Linked DNA regions of Astyanax mexicanus: region 2 is linked to region 1. Evidence: chromatin contacts called from public Hi-C data. All regions are on one chromosome and are shown on one strand. The core of a region is the stretch at or near the end of the contact, and the rest is flanking DNA. Distances in the headings are between cores, read along the strand shown.

Evidence for each region. A called contact is a pair of places that touch in the nucleus more often than the background predicts.
Region 2: a Hi-C map of blood shows a contact between it and region 1, with 4 times the contacts expected there. The contact joins the promoter of LOC103038044 here to the promoter of znf622 in region 1. A contact is called at or near these places in 2 of 3 Hi-C or Micro-C datasets (blood and muscle).

Annotation. Positions count from the first base shown.
Region 1 is chr8:54,479,982-54,487,560 of AstMex3_surface, reverse strand. znf622 (zinc finger protein 622) reads left to right here and starts at 5,689. Exons shown (of 7, transcript XM_022677878.2): 1 at 5,689-5,803; 2 at 7,297-7,579. The coding sequence starts at 7,299. It overlaps zgc:110158 (LisH and SSDP domain-containing protein), which reads left to right. Exons shown (of 17, transcript XM_049482719.1): 17 at 1-3,804.
Region 2 is chr8:54,744,566-54,752,227 of AstMex3_surface, reverse strand. It overlaps LOC103038044 (cytochrome c oxidase assembly factor 1 homolog), which reads right to left and starts at 3,156. Exons shown (of 5, transcript XM_007250698.4): 1 at 3,069-3,156; 2 at 1,294-1,426; 3 at 392-543; 4 at 218-294. The coding sequence starts at 1,387. blvra (biliverdin reductase A) reads left to right here and starts at 4,101. Exons shown (of 7, transcript XM_007250697.4): 1 at 4,101-4,211; 2 at 5,285-5,408; 3 at 6,350-6,469; 4 at 6,644-6,741; 5 at 7,623-7,662. The coding sequence starts at 5,290.

The DNA.
Region 1 (7,579 bases), core at 4,440-6,939:
AGGACTGCGTGTATATATACATATACATAGATATGTATTTCTACACAGATACACACAAACGCACACAATCACACACACACAGACACACACACATTCACAGATGCAAGGACGGACTGATGGAGAGTGTGAGGCTGCAGCGCTGGTCTAGGGCTGCTCCACTCCTTTTTAAACTCACCCCTCATCGTGTCTTGTTTCGATGATTTTCTGTCGTTTCTTTATAAATGCAGTAGTTTTATTTGTTTATTTGTTTGTTTCTCCACGTCGGGATTTTGCGATCCTTCGCCTCGTCCTCTCGTTTTATCGTGTACATCGTGTACATTTTCAAATGCGTGAAACTCATGAAGATGTGATGGGCTACGGACGTTTTTCATGTTTTTTTTGTTTTGTTTTGTTTTTCGTGTATGTACTGTATTATTAATAATTATTGTGTTTTTTGTCGTTATTTTGTAACAATATTGTAATGATGGTGATTGATTTTAGGGTATTTGTTTTTTCTTTCCTCAGAAGGGCACATTATATGTATTCTCAGTAACCACACCACATACAAGAAAATGACGACACAGTAAGCACACTTTTTTTTGTTTTTTGTTTTTTGTTTTGTTTTTTGAGACAATGGGATGTGAAAGCTGTTTCTTTTCTTTTTTGTTTTTCTTTTTTTGTCTTTGTTTTTATTTTAAGGTCTCTGTGTTAGTTTTTTTTATGTTTTTAGTCAATTTGTTTTATTTTTTTTTTTAAGAGGGGGAATCTTGATTTTTGGGAATTTTGTTTCTGTCCTGTTTGAGAGAACACCATGGGGTTAGAGAGTTCGTACAGAGATGTAATTTCACTCCTAGACTCTAGAGAGTCTGTTGTTTTAGTTGTCCTTTTATTGTTTGTTGGTTTATTTTATTTTATATTTTTAAGAAATATGAAAGAGGAAAATGCTTGTGCCCCTCATTGTCGAAACCCGGGAAAGGCATATTATTGTGGTACTATATATATAGTTGTTATAACTCTGATTATAACTCGAATCGATTCAGTCATATTTTTATTTATTATTTTACCTGTTTTTTTTTTAGTGTTTTCTGTTCTTTTTTTTTTATTGAATTGTTGTTGTTTGTATGTCTTGCAACACGCAACGCTTCAGGACATATTGTACACATGTAAATATTCCAGTCTAAGATACCTCCTACTGATTTGATACCCTCTGTATACTCTGACTGCCATGTTTCTGGCCCCCTTTCCTCCAGCATGTTCACGAAATCGAGGCGTCTCTGGGAAGAAACAGACTTTTGGTTCTTTCCTGTTAAACAGAGGCCTCATCCCGGCTTCGGCTCCTGGAACACATTTTGTTTGAACCCCTCCCTGTGCTCGAGAATGGGTTGCGCTGATGCTCTTGGAGGTTCTGGGCGCTCAAGACGTTCTGATGCAGGACCACAGGAGTGGAAATCGGACGGACGCTGCTTGTAAATACTCCTCGGCCTACCTTGTGCTATGTTGTGTTAGCCAGACTCATCTGAATCCTGTGATTTTTTTTTTCCTTTCGGAGCGCGGCTCGGGAATTTTTTTAAGCCGAAATCAAGACTACCTAGATCTGCTAAGCTGTAACGTCCACCCAAGCCAGGCTTCTACTGTTTGGACGTAGAACGCAACACCACCACCTTCTCAAAACTGGACTGTTCTCTGTCTGAAGGTTCCTACGTTTATGTTCCTTCTGTTTATCTTTCCTAAATTTTAAAATTTAAGCAAAATGTGTTCTCAGATTCAAAAAGTGCTCTCGCTATACCCTATAAGCCACCCAGCAGAGGTGTGCGGAATGGCCAGTACGAGTTAATGAGGGATCCACATGCCCCTGCTTAAAAACAGCATCCCTCTAACCTGTTCCCAGACACACACACACACTCCCACATGCAGTATACATATACGAAAAAATCTGACTTAACTGTAACTCAACTGGTTGCCCCCCCACACACACACTCCAACACCCTCAACACACTAAACCCCCAAACATAGCGTGTCTCTTTTATGTCTGTCATGTTTGGCTGTTGTTGTAAATACTGTACAATGCATTTTGATATCATTGACATGTTTTGATATTTCTGTCACAACCAATCAACACAGCGCTGAAAACATGAAGAACAAAAAAAAAAAAAAACTGAAAAGGATGTAATGAAAAAAATCATCTTTATAGCTGAACAGACCGTGTAGTCCTCTGATCTGATCCCCTTCCTGTCTCCTATCTCCTATCTCCTGTCCCTGACGGTCCCCACTTTCCTATTCTCGCTGTAACACCAACACACAACCAACAGGAGGGAGAAGGAGGGAACGTAAGACGAGCCCATTTTTATACTGAGTGACTCCTTTATTAAATACACACACAAAACACAAGGGAAAAAAAGGAAAACTAAACTAAAGGTACCAGGTTTTAAGAGGCAGCAGTCCCTCCTCAGTCCTCACTCCCGACGGACTGACGTTCAGCCTTCACCGAGAGCTCAGGATCTGCATCTGTCTGTTTAAGGGTCACATTCTTTCCATGGAGGTGATTTTTTTTGTTTTATTTTATGTGTTCATTATGTTTTTTTTTCTGTCATTCATTTTTAGAACCAGTATCAGTAGGGACAGAAGAAAATGGTGCAATTTTTCTTTTTTTTTCTTTTTTTTTCTGCAAAAATATTCATGCTACCTTTTTTCCCCAGAAAAGAGCTTCATACTATTCCCGTTTCATTTTTTAAATTTTTGATCTAAAATCTCATATCTTCCTTTTTTTTTAAGGGTTTTTCTGTCTGAAGTGAATATTCTCGTTTATTTTTTTTTACCTGAGATTATTCACTATCCCCCTTTTTTTTTAGCTAATGTTAGATTTCATTTTTGACAAATAATTGCTATTTAGTTTTGAAAAACTGGGAAAACTTTAACTTCTCTTTTTCATTTTTTATTATTATTTTTTTTTTCCTGGATGCTTTTCTATTTTTTTTTTTTTATCTTTAGGGAAACCATGTCCAGACTGATACAGTCAACATTTTCATTAAAAGGCAAAATATTCCTGGACTGTTTTTTTTTTTTTATGCTTTTTCTTTTTCTTCCAATTTTTTTTTTTTCGCCTCCATGGAAATCATGTTGAAACAAAACCAACGAAACCAATAAAAGCAGCGAACAGCGTTTCACCAAAACATTAAGGGACCACAAACAGACTTTGCTATGAAGGATTTCTCTTTTTTTTTTTAATGTATTTAAAGTAAAAATGTAAAAAAAAAAGAATAAAATTAAGAAAAAGCGTACTTGTAAAAAAGTAGAACTGAACTAGGGAGGAGGCGTTTGGCAGAAGTTTGGAAGAAGTGTTTTTTCTAAGGTCGCCGTTGTCCTTGCTCTTGTTCTCCGTGTAAAACTCACCGGCCATCGTTCCCACCGTCGTGCTTCGTGATGATCATCATGATGATCTTTATGATGATGATCATGATCATGATGATCATGATGGTTCTATTGTTTGCCAGCAGGGTAGATGAGGTCACACACAATAATGATGGGGACGGTGGTTTTCCTCCTGCGCCATTTCTTTTGTCGTTCTTTATGAGAAACAAAACAACAAGAAAAGCAGCAGCAGCAGTATTGAGTATGAAGCAGTGGCCTCCTCGGTTTTTGCTTTGTATTTCATGTTAGGCTAGTTCGGATCCTCGTCTTTAGGGACTTCTCCGTGTCTCGTGTAGTTTAACAGAAGTCCTTTGTATGTTTCTTTATATTGTAAATTGTTTTCTTTAGACTGAAAGATGTCGTTTATTAAAAAATGGGAAAACTGCATCAATAATAAATGTTTTGGTTTAGTTTTTTTATGTTTTTTTGTTTCTGTTTTTCATGGAGTCGTCACTTATTTTTGCTTGTGTCCCTTCGTTGTAGATACAAATTTAAGACTAATAAAATAACGTAACCCCTTTTACCAAGAACTCTTGCTTTCTATTTTTTTTAAGGATCTCAGGAATTGCATGCTTCCATTCTCTGGCCCATAGACTGTATATAAAGATGGATGCCGTGTCGCCGTTCCCATTCATTCAATGAAAATGAAGCCAAAATCTTCCACCATTTTGGCGATTCAGAGACCAGAGTCTGCGCAGTAGAGACCAGAGGAGGGAGAAAGGCTGTGGAGAGACGCCTCCTCATTTAAATAACCCCGCCCCTGAGGGCTGCCTCGCGGTCACAGACTGCAGAGCGGGGCGGAGCGGAGCTGACGGTCTGTTATTGGTACCGCCCATAAGCAGCCCTTTTACCATGAATAGAGCCGAATAAAGTTTTAAAAACCGAATTCTGTGGGGATATAAAAATTTAACAATATAAGCAGAGGTTACACTAGCTGATACATTTAAATAAAGGAAGATATAATTACAATATATTAGAAAAAAACGTGATTGAAAGTTGTCTGTTTTGCCATTGAAACCTATGGGGATGGGTGGGGTTACACAGCTTTCTGCAGCCGAACAGCAGGGGGCGCCCGACCTGTGGTGGCTTCACTTTTAAGAGACGATGCTCTGTCCAGCTATACACAGTCTATGCTCTGGCCTAAAATTATATAAAATCTAATATTGGACAGAATCTGCAGTCATTCCATTATAATACTGATTAAAATGCCTTTTTAAGCCTGAAGACGTACACAGATCACTAATACTAAAATATTTTAACCACTTTTGTTGGCTGTACTCTTGCTAACCGTGTTGGCTGTATGCGTTTAACACATTTGTGTAAGATGGTATTTGTCTTAATTTCTACACAGATCAGTCAGGATATTGTTATTATGCTTTCCTGGGACGATCCTGATGAGAGCCAATTTCATCATTGTAATGTTTTTGATTGTCTTTGCAGTGAAGGATCCTTTCAAAAGATACTTGAAAAGTTTTAGATTGACTGACTTTCATTTCTTCAAAGTATTTTTTCATTACTTAGCTGAGTAGTTCTTGCCACTATCTCATAAAACTGACTGAGAACATCCACCAGATATGGGCTACTTTGAAGAATGTAACATATAAAACATATTCTGGTTTGTTTAATAATTTCATATGTTTTTTCTTCATGTGTGGGTCTGGATCAGGCAGGTCAGGCAGGGTTGCCAGGTCCAACAAAAATGTCCAGCCCAAAGTTAGTCTAAAACCCGCCGTCTGTCACACGTTTTGAAGCAAATATCAAAACAACTATAAGTGTACGACTTAGTATTTTGTTTATAAGGCATTTATTTATCGTAGTCATTAATAATATTGTAACATTAGTGTTTTATTAGTTATTTTATAACCATTTTATATCCCAGTCAAGAACATTTAATAGTAACATAATTAGAAAATAATGTTCTCCTGATTCTTAATGTTGTAATCCATCTTCCGGATGTTTAGATAGATACTTTATTGATCCTAAAGAAAATTTAGCAGCCAGAAGCAGTTACAGAAAAACAACACAGAAGCACAAACAACAATATAAGAGGTTATACAGTATCATTAAAAAAGATAATATTTATTTATTTATTTATTTATATTATATAATAAAAAGGCAAATTTTTTGTTTAGTTTTTTGACGGCCGTTATAATGACTAAATTTTTATTACCTGCGACTGGACTTAAAAACAAGCCCAGTTTGGCGTAAAAAATTGCGAACCTGGCAACTCTGAGATCAGGAGACCCGGGGTCCGCCAGGCAGCTGGCGGCGCTGTGGGCTGAACCTGGCCGGACTCGGGCTGTTTCTGTCCGGGTTGAGCGCTGTGTCAGCCTCGTGTGAGCTGCTGGAGGTTTACAGAGGCTGGAGCTGAGGATATTTACACACAGTGGAGGAGCTGAACAGCGTTTATAAACAGGTGAGGAGACGCTCTGACCCTACATAAGATCTTATATCAACTTATTATATAAGTTACACTGTAATGTAGTTTTATGTAGACAATGTTGTGTTATCTAAATTTAACGTTACCTCCTCTGTTTATTATTTAGCCAGCTAAGCTAACTAACTAATGGCTAACCTAACTTAGCTTTTTTAATGTATTTAACAAGCAAATATCTAAAAATCGTACAAATAACGCCAGACAAATAAACCTTCCGTAATATCTATATTATTTGGTACAGACTTAAGTAACGTTACTCATGGATACAACATAACGTTACTCATAAAACAGGAAAATACACAGCATTATCTAGACAACATAGAACAACATAAAAGAAAGGTTAACACAAATATTAATAACAATATTTATAACGTTACATTAATTGCGGAAGGCTAATCGATATAACATTACGTTAAATCATTATAAAATAGATCATAATAGCAAAATATTTTTCTATTTTTTTTGTATTGATGCTACTTAACAATTTGAGAAATTAATTTAACTCAATTAAATCGGTAGGGAAGTTTAGTTTTGCGTCTGAAACCTTTGTGAATAAATAATTTTTACGAATGTAATATAAAAATTTACAATATACTCTAAAGGTTTATTTGATGTTATAATAACAGACTAATTCTAGCCTAACATTCATGATGGAAATTATGGAAAATATATATTTTATATATATTTATATATATATATATATTATGGAATTAAGGAAAATATATATATATTTTTTTTGTTAGAAAAAAAGTATCTGTACAAAATGTAACATTTGGCCAAAGATAAAATACTGAATATCAAATGTTTTAACTAATTTACCATTTTTTTTTATCCCAGCAGACATATATAATTTAGAATAAATAGTTTGGTCTTTTCACATTTCTTTTTTCTTAATTCTTCAATTTTTTCTAATTCTTCTCATTTTCTTCTCATTAACTGTGCATCTCTAGTAAACAAAACAAAAACAAACAAAATAGTGAAATGTTTGCATATATATATATATATATATATATATATATATATATATATATATATATATATATATATATATATAATGTATAATGTATACAGTAATTCTGTCAGTTATATTTTAAAATAAAAAAAAATATGTAACATGGGGGTGTGAGGGTTTGGTTAAGGTAACTTTATAGTGATTCTAATGGAACATCCTCATTTGAATAATAACCTTCCTTACTTTTAACAATGTAAGTCAATGTAAAAATACTTTATTTCAGGTCATTTTTGAGAACTTCTATTTGTCAATTTATCAAGAGATTTTGCCACAGTGTTAGGGACCATTTTTGTGTTCGAATTTTGTAGAAAACTAGAAATAGTCAAAAATAGAGATACTTTTTTTTTTTATTGGACAGCAACAATAGGGGTTTGCTAGAGTCCTCCAGTTACATTTTTGTGTTTTTTTGTGTAATATTTCCTATTAATCCTAAGCTTGTTTCTTTGGTTAAATTCAGCAGGAATGTCTGCCTACACCTGTATCAGCTGCCGTGTGCAGTTTGTGGATGGCGAGGTGCAGCGGGCGCACTACAAGACCGACTGGCACCGCTACAACCTGAAGCGCAAAGTGGCCGACATGCCCCCGGTCACGGCCGAGAACTTCCAGGAGCGAGTGCTGGCTCAGCGGGCGGCGGCCGAGCAGCAGCAGCAGAACCTGACCAGCTTCTCCACCTGCAGCACCTGCAACAAGAAGTTCTCCACCACCAACGCCTACACCAACCACCTGCAGTCCAACAAACACCT
Region 2 (7,662 bases), core at 1,907-4,406, 270 kb before region 1:
ATTTTTCTGGGTGGTAAATTGTTTTTTTAGTAATTATCTTGTTTGATGTAAAATGTAGCCCATTTTAAAATCTACTGAATACATTTGTGCAGACACACAAATCATATATTTTTATAATACGATTATCAAATAAATAATTATCTTTATTCTTTTTTTTAAATCATCATTTTGTATTTTTAAAAGGTTGTTTGTGATGGCAGGTGAAGAAGCACTGTACCTGTTCATCACCGAGTCTCTGGTGGATGTTGTGTACAGATAGCCCCCAGTCTTCTGTCCAGTCACTGGAATTTTCAGCTGGAAGTTGAGAACAGTAGATCCAAATCTGTGAGTTTTTCAGATTAATAAACGTGAATACGCTCAATAATCAACACTATCAGTGAATAAGTCTGACCTGAGCCTGGGTGTGGTCCACGCGGTTGTGCCGATCGGTCAGGTGGATATTATGGATCTTCAGGGGTGGAGCCCCGAGGCTGGCCATGGCTGTGGAGTTCTCATTCAGCTGCTCAATAGCCAGCCTATAATACTCTGATTTAGCGAAGTTTTCTGGGAAGAAAAAAAGATGAGAAAAAAAAAACAGGAAAAATCATTTAAAAAAAAGTTATGAAATAAAAGAATTGGGGAAAATACAATGTATACAATCAAAAGGGCATCTCACAGTACAATATGATCATGTTGCCCACAATCACAATCACACCACAATACTGTGATTCTGTTAAACTTCATATGTTTTAGACAGTTCTCTACAATATTTCACAGCATCTGTGTTACTGAAGAGGATAAAATACTCCTAATACTCCTTCAGACTATAAGGCGCACCGGATTATAAACTGCACTATCAATGAACATCTTTTTTCTGGTCTATTTTCAAACATTAGGAGCTTCGGATTATAAGGCAAATTAAACAACACTAGTTAGGATGCCTACATTGAAGTGAGCAAGGCTGTCGCCATGTTTCCCTTCTAATAGGGAAGCTGGGGGAAGTGCCTAAATAAAAAAAACTGTAATAAAAAAAACACATTTTTTTTTCAAAGCCAAACAAGTGCTGGATGTTAGTCTACACAGATTTCTCTACTAAAAACTGTTTATTTGTGGTGGAGTAATACACAGAGCTTCGGTTAGAGTGCATTACCGGCTGATAACAGCACTCATAGAACGCCTCTCAGCCAATCGCATTGCAGGGTCGGAACTCACAGAAGTATAATAATATTAAACATGGCACTTGACATCTAATGCCTGCCCACAATCAAATTATTCTCTTTCAAATTCTAATAGAATCTGTGTTTATCTGCTCACTCTGCATGAGGTAGTACATCATGCCACATCCTCCCCCAGTCATCACAGTGACAAATATTGTCATCTGCTGCAGCAGGCTGGTGGAGCGGCTCATCTTCTCATACCCTCTGGATCTCACACGATCTTAGCAAACCTGAAAAAAAAAAAAAAAGTAAAAATGCCAAAAACACAAAATGCCTTGATCTATTAACCCAGTCCTCTTTTTTTTAGTAACTACTGCACTTAATTTAAAATAATCCACTCAACTATGGATTACGTTTTATTACGTCAAATGAACAAAATATGAATAAAATTAAATAAAATAAAAAATTGTGGTTTAGAGTTTAGTGCCACTAAGTGACACATAATGAACATCCTGAGAGCATCACTACCAGACAGAGGGTTAATCTGTGTTTGTTCATCTCACCTTATTTACAGAATGCTAAAGTGCTTTAGAGTTAGTGCTGGAGTTAAAGCAAAACTAGATCCTTTAAAAAGTGTATTTTTGCTTTTACTGATCTATTCCAACCATTTTAACAATTAAAATCTTTTAATGAAATGTTTTATGTTCCACAGAACTAGGTCTGATCTGATTTCTGAAATAAAATGTTATGAAATGGTTGTTGTTACATCATAATTTTAATCTTAAAATAATATGTATTTTGCCCGCAGTAAGAAACTGAATTTATCTGATTCAACTTTGAATTTGGCACCAGCATTCAGAATTGGGTCTGGGCTCTTATTATGGTTTAAGGGTGCACCAAATCCTTTTATATTTATAACCATTTATATATTTTTATTAATATCTGAAATGTGTTCCTTTGAAGTAATGAAACATGTCGATCCAGAATAAAATCTGATAAACATTTCCTAATTAAAAAAAAAAACACGTTTATTGTAGTAATTTCCACCTCTGCAACATAATTCTCAGTTTTAACTGCGCTATAGGCGAGGATGTTTCCATGTACTTTGGTAGAAGGATATTCACAATATGCAAATCAATCAATCAATCAATCAATAATACCAACCTCCTGCTTATCCTAATCAGCTCTTCCTTCTGCCCCGCCCCTAAACCCATACATCACCAGCACCATCACAGTGCAGCTTCCAAACTACCCTCTCATTTTTTGTATTTTTGTTTTATTTGCACTGAGGGTGGAGTCAGTAAAAATCAATGGGTTTACGTGCCCTTTAATTCTTTGTAACTTGTGAACAATTATTTTATTTTAATAGTGCAGAAATCACACTTTTTTTCACTAATTTATTCACTAGCACCAACAGCTCCCTCCCAAAAACGAAAATGATGTACGGTAGCTAGAACATGCGGAAAAGGAGGCAGTTCTATGTAAATGAAATCAGAAAAAATAAAATATAGGTTAAATAAAAATAGAAAAAAACATTTGTTTTTGATAAATAATATGTATTTACTCTGCTGCTCTTTATAGGTCGCGTTTTAGATCATAAATCAGATCATCAGAACGTTGTTTCTATGTCTTCTTGTCAACATTAAACAATGGTTAGGACTTTAACCCCATAGTTAACTAGTTAATAAGCTAACAAAGTATTAAACATATAGCTGACTTATGGTCATCAACCAAAACCCTTAAAACCCTTAAAACCCAGCATTGATAAAATCTCCCTCTGCGTTATCTGCGTAACGTTCAGCACAAGCACGCAAAATCCCCGTTAGACAATATCCAGTGTTCCAGCCTTTTTCTATCATTAATCTGTATATGAATGTAAATCTGGAGCTGAAGCTAAGCTTTAACTCGTGATAATAAACCAGTTTAACTGACCGTCCCTCTAAACTGCAGGCTTTCCCTCACCGCCGCATGGGAGCGGCCATGTTTGTTTTGAACCGAATGACCCTCTTTAACCCTTAAATCCCCGGATTCACAGCAAAATCACAAAAAAAAAAAATAATAATAATAATAAAATAAAATAAAAATAATAATAATAATAATACAGCTGAAAATAAAATAGTCTATCAGTCTATCAGAAGTTTATCAGGTCACTACTTTTCTTACTATAAATATGAGCAACAAAAAACATAATAAAAAGAGCATAGAAAATAAAATGCATAGTTGTAATCATAGTAATAGTGATAGTAATAGTAATTGTTTTCCCAAACATGTTTTCAAGAGCATAAATGTTTAATGCTAAAGCTAAAATAATAAGACAAAGCTTTAATACCCAAATGTCTTATTACTACTGTCACTTTTTGTTTTTGTGGCAAATACTACAGAATAGAAAAATGATCCTACAGACTAATAAACTAGTGAGAATTTTTCTACATTGTAAATTTAATATTGAAGAATATATTAAAGCTACGCAGGAACACATGCTAAACTGTTATGTATACAAAAAAAAAAATGTAACCAACCAAAATATACTTTAGATTCTTATATAGATTGTTACATAGATTTAGATTTAGATACTTTAAGAACAACATTTATCTTTTTTGGGACAGATCTGCACACTCTTGGTATTTTCTTAGGACTAACATTTTGTGCACTGTTTACTACGTAATTCCATATGTGTCTCTTAATTGTTTTCATGTCTTTAATATTAATCTCCCTTTTTACTTTTATTTTTTATATTTTTACATTTTGGTTGAAATCATACACACCACTCATCTCATCATTAGACCCCATAACGTAGTGCAGACATAATAACAATTTTACAGAAATACTGAATTTAATTTAAGCATAAAGTCTGGGAAATAAGAAATAAACAAATGTGAAGATAATGGGGAAAACTCCAGAAGCACTCTTTCTGCAGCATTCACTGGAGGGAGTCAGAATGCGCAATCTGGCAACCCGTGCAGGCAGCCCTCCCCTGTGTAGAGCGAGTTATGAAAGTTGTGAGTTGAGAGTTATATCACTGCAGCCGCAGCAGCAGCAGCGCAGCCGGACAGCACAGCGCGCAGACTTTCAGAGGTAAGAGACAGCGCTCCGGGCTTTAGAACAGTTCTAACTAAGCGGTTTTAGCATGTCGTTGTGTAAATGTCCTTCAGAGACTCGCCTCGTGTCTTTCTGTCATGCACGCGCTTTATACACCACACTGGCATCCCCAGCCTCCTTGTATTTAAACCATATTAGGTAGCCGAAGCGATATTAGCGCGCAGAAAGGCCGGATTATAGAGATAAACACATATCTGTTACAGTATAACCCATGCTGTGTTACATTCATAAACACAGGATCCTTTCAGCTACATTTTAAAACAAAAACGAATTGGGTCTAATTGCAATTTCCGGTTCCACCTTAAATTCAGCTAGTTACAATAGAGAGCCTGAACAAGCGCCAGAGCGCAAACAATGCAGCATTTAAGGTGGAACGGAGAAATAAAAAATAATAAATGTAAAAGTATGTTTGACAGTATTAAATGGCAAATTATACAATTATTTTTCTTCTTTTGAAATGTGGATAAAATAAAAAATGGAAACAGTCATAATATACCCCATAATGTAATTGATAACAGCAATTCTACATTAGTTTGTACATTATTATAATAAATATAAAAATTATAATTAAACAGTTATAATATATCCCACGATTATTCCTGCAACGTCCTCCATCTCAAAAAACAATAGGAACAGCTGAATATGAGACTTAAAATGCATTTAAATGTCTAGATGTTGTTTAAACTTAAAAAGTATTGATATTTAGTAAGTAAATATGTAATCAGTTTGTGTCCCCAGCACTGTTATAAATTAACGATTAGTCAACAATAAAATTTGTAGTGGACAAATTTATTTAATAAACACTGTTGATTTGATTATATCAACTAATTGTTGCAGCCAAAATTAAAAACACAAAATTAAATTTAGCATCATTTTTGCAGAAATTGATCATTTGTTTGGTCAGTCACTATTAATTCACCCCAATATCATATAATAACAAATATTATTATAGTAATATAATGCTGTTTGACTGATCTAATAGTTTAATAGTCCCATGTGTCTTCGAACTTTTGCTATGCTGCCCACTGACTGTGTGCTCTTGTCCACAGGTAACATGTTGGGGTCTGTGGTGGTGGGCCTGGGCATTGCCGGGGGGGTGCGGATTCGAGACCTGCTGGCTCCTCTGCCTTCCAGCGCCGCGGAGAAGTTTACAGTTAAGGGATTTGTGTCCAGGTCAGTTGCATTCCCCTAGAATGGAGAAAGGTTTTTTTAAATGTGTGCATAATTAAACAATAAAGATGTAAATGCAGTCAATCAGGATGTTTGGTGGAGTGTGGAACAGTCATTTTTTTAAAACATTTTAATTAATCAGTTGTCATAGCAAGTTGTTTTATAAATGTTATTAATATGTTTTGTGATTCAGAATTTTTTTAATTTAATTCTAATAGACGTGAGAAGATGTCCTAAAACATATATAAAAAAATACATAACAAAATGCCATCACCAGAACTAAATACTACAGTACTTGTTTTAAAAAATATGGATGTTAATGATAGCAGAGTTAAAAAAGGCGTAATATTTAAGGAACTCATTAAATAATCATAATTGATCATATTACACTTTTGAAAGTAAGTTAATAGTGGTAATAGTGGTAACTCCTCCTAAACTGTGAGATAAGAAAACCACTGAGCCGAGAGATAAGCAGCACCCCAGCCCTTGTTACACCAGTCGCCCAGTTCAGAAGGATATGTACGTTGGGTTAGAGCATGCCATGCTCGAAGTTAAATTACATTTTAAAATCTTCCTTTTGATTTTATTCTAGAGGTTTTAAATTGGTAAAATAAAAATAAAAAACTCATAATTTTTAAGTGGTGTCTTATTTTTTTCCAGAGCTGTATTTCCTACCCCTAAAAACAATAAAAATATATATAATATTAAAACTCTACAAATATTAGCATATCATCTAGCCTTCACTTAACTCTTAACTCTGTCTGTTCTAAACTATATGTTAAGCTGTATTAAATCAGAAGTGTTTATTGATCAGTGCTGACTGATCATTGATCATGATGTCAATTATCTCACTCCATTGCATCAGAGAAAGGAGTGTTTATCTACTAATTGTTTTTGGGTGAAAAGTTCCAGTATGGGGGACTGACTGTAAATGTTTTGTTTAGGAGGACAATGGAGGACCAGCAGGGAGTCCAGCAGATCCCTCTAGAAGAGGCTCTAAGCAGGGATGACATTAATGTGGCCTTTGTTTGCACTGAAAACACCAGCCATGAAGAGCATATCAGGTAAGACAACTATTGACTGCTGAACTCTCAAGAGGGGTTTCCTGTTAGTCCTCTGAGAGTCTTCTGATACTCATTATACTGGGCTGAGTGATGGACTCAAACAGAAATGAAATATTGTGATATTATGAGGTACATTAGCTGTGATGTTTCTCACACGGTTTCATTTCCTCTCAGGCAGTTTCTGGAGGCAGGGAAGCACGTATGCGTGGAGTACCCAATGACCACCAACTACAGCTCTGCAGCTGCTCTGTGGGAGCTCGCCCAGCAGAAGGGTAAGCTAAAGATAATATCTGCACTGTGTTTGTGCTGAAGTCAGCTTGTTCCACAGGAAACATCATGGTCTTTCTTGCTTCTCGTTTCTCTTGGGCAACAGTGTCCAGCTGTGCCTTCTAAAAAAGGGATACACCACATATTTTCAGAAAACTGTACAAAAAACATGGTATTTTTTAATTAGCTAAATGACCAATGACTTATTTACTTGAGGTCGTAGTACAGTGTTATACTAATTAGAGCTTGGTATTAAAACTAGATACCAAAAAAACACCAACCGCAATGTCTCAGTACTATTGAGTACCGAAAGGTAAAAATAAATATATAAATAAATAAATAAATTGCATAAACACACCAAATGCTTGCAGCGCTCTCTGGGTGACCGTATGATTACTCGTGTCAGCTGTTAAAAAAAATACGTTGTGTGAGAATATTTATTGCATTTTTTTAAACAAAAAATAGACTACAGACTACAGTCCGATATACTCGCCTCTGACCGGCAAAAGAGCTAGCACTGCGGTCAGCGGCTAATGCTAATGCTGCTGCACCCAGCCTTAGTGCTGGAGAAACTTCACTAAAACTCCTGTACAACTCTGTACTTCAGCAGAGAGTGGCTTCACTGCTCCTTAATACCTGACTTATAGAATTCATACATAAGGTGCACCTAATTATAAGGCACACTGTCGATTTTTGGGAACATTTAAGGTTTTTAAGTGCACCTTATAGTCCAAAAAATACGGTATACACTATCTTAAATTCTTAAACATTATTGATTAATTGTTGCAGCCCTAGATTGGTGTTTGGGCTTTGACCAAATCACATCATTGTTTAATTCTGTTCAGGTTTGTTGTATGTCTAATTTTAACAAGTGTCCATCTTTTAGGTTTGGTTCTGCATGAGGAACATATAGAGCTCTTCACTCC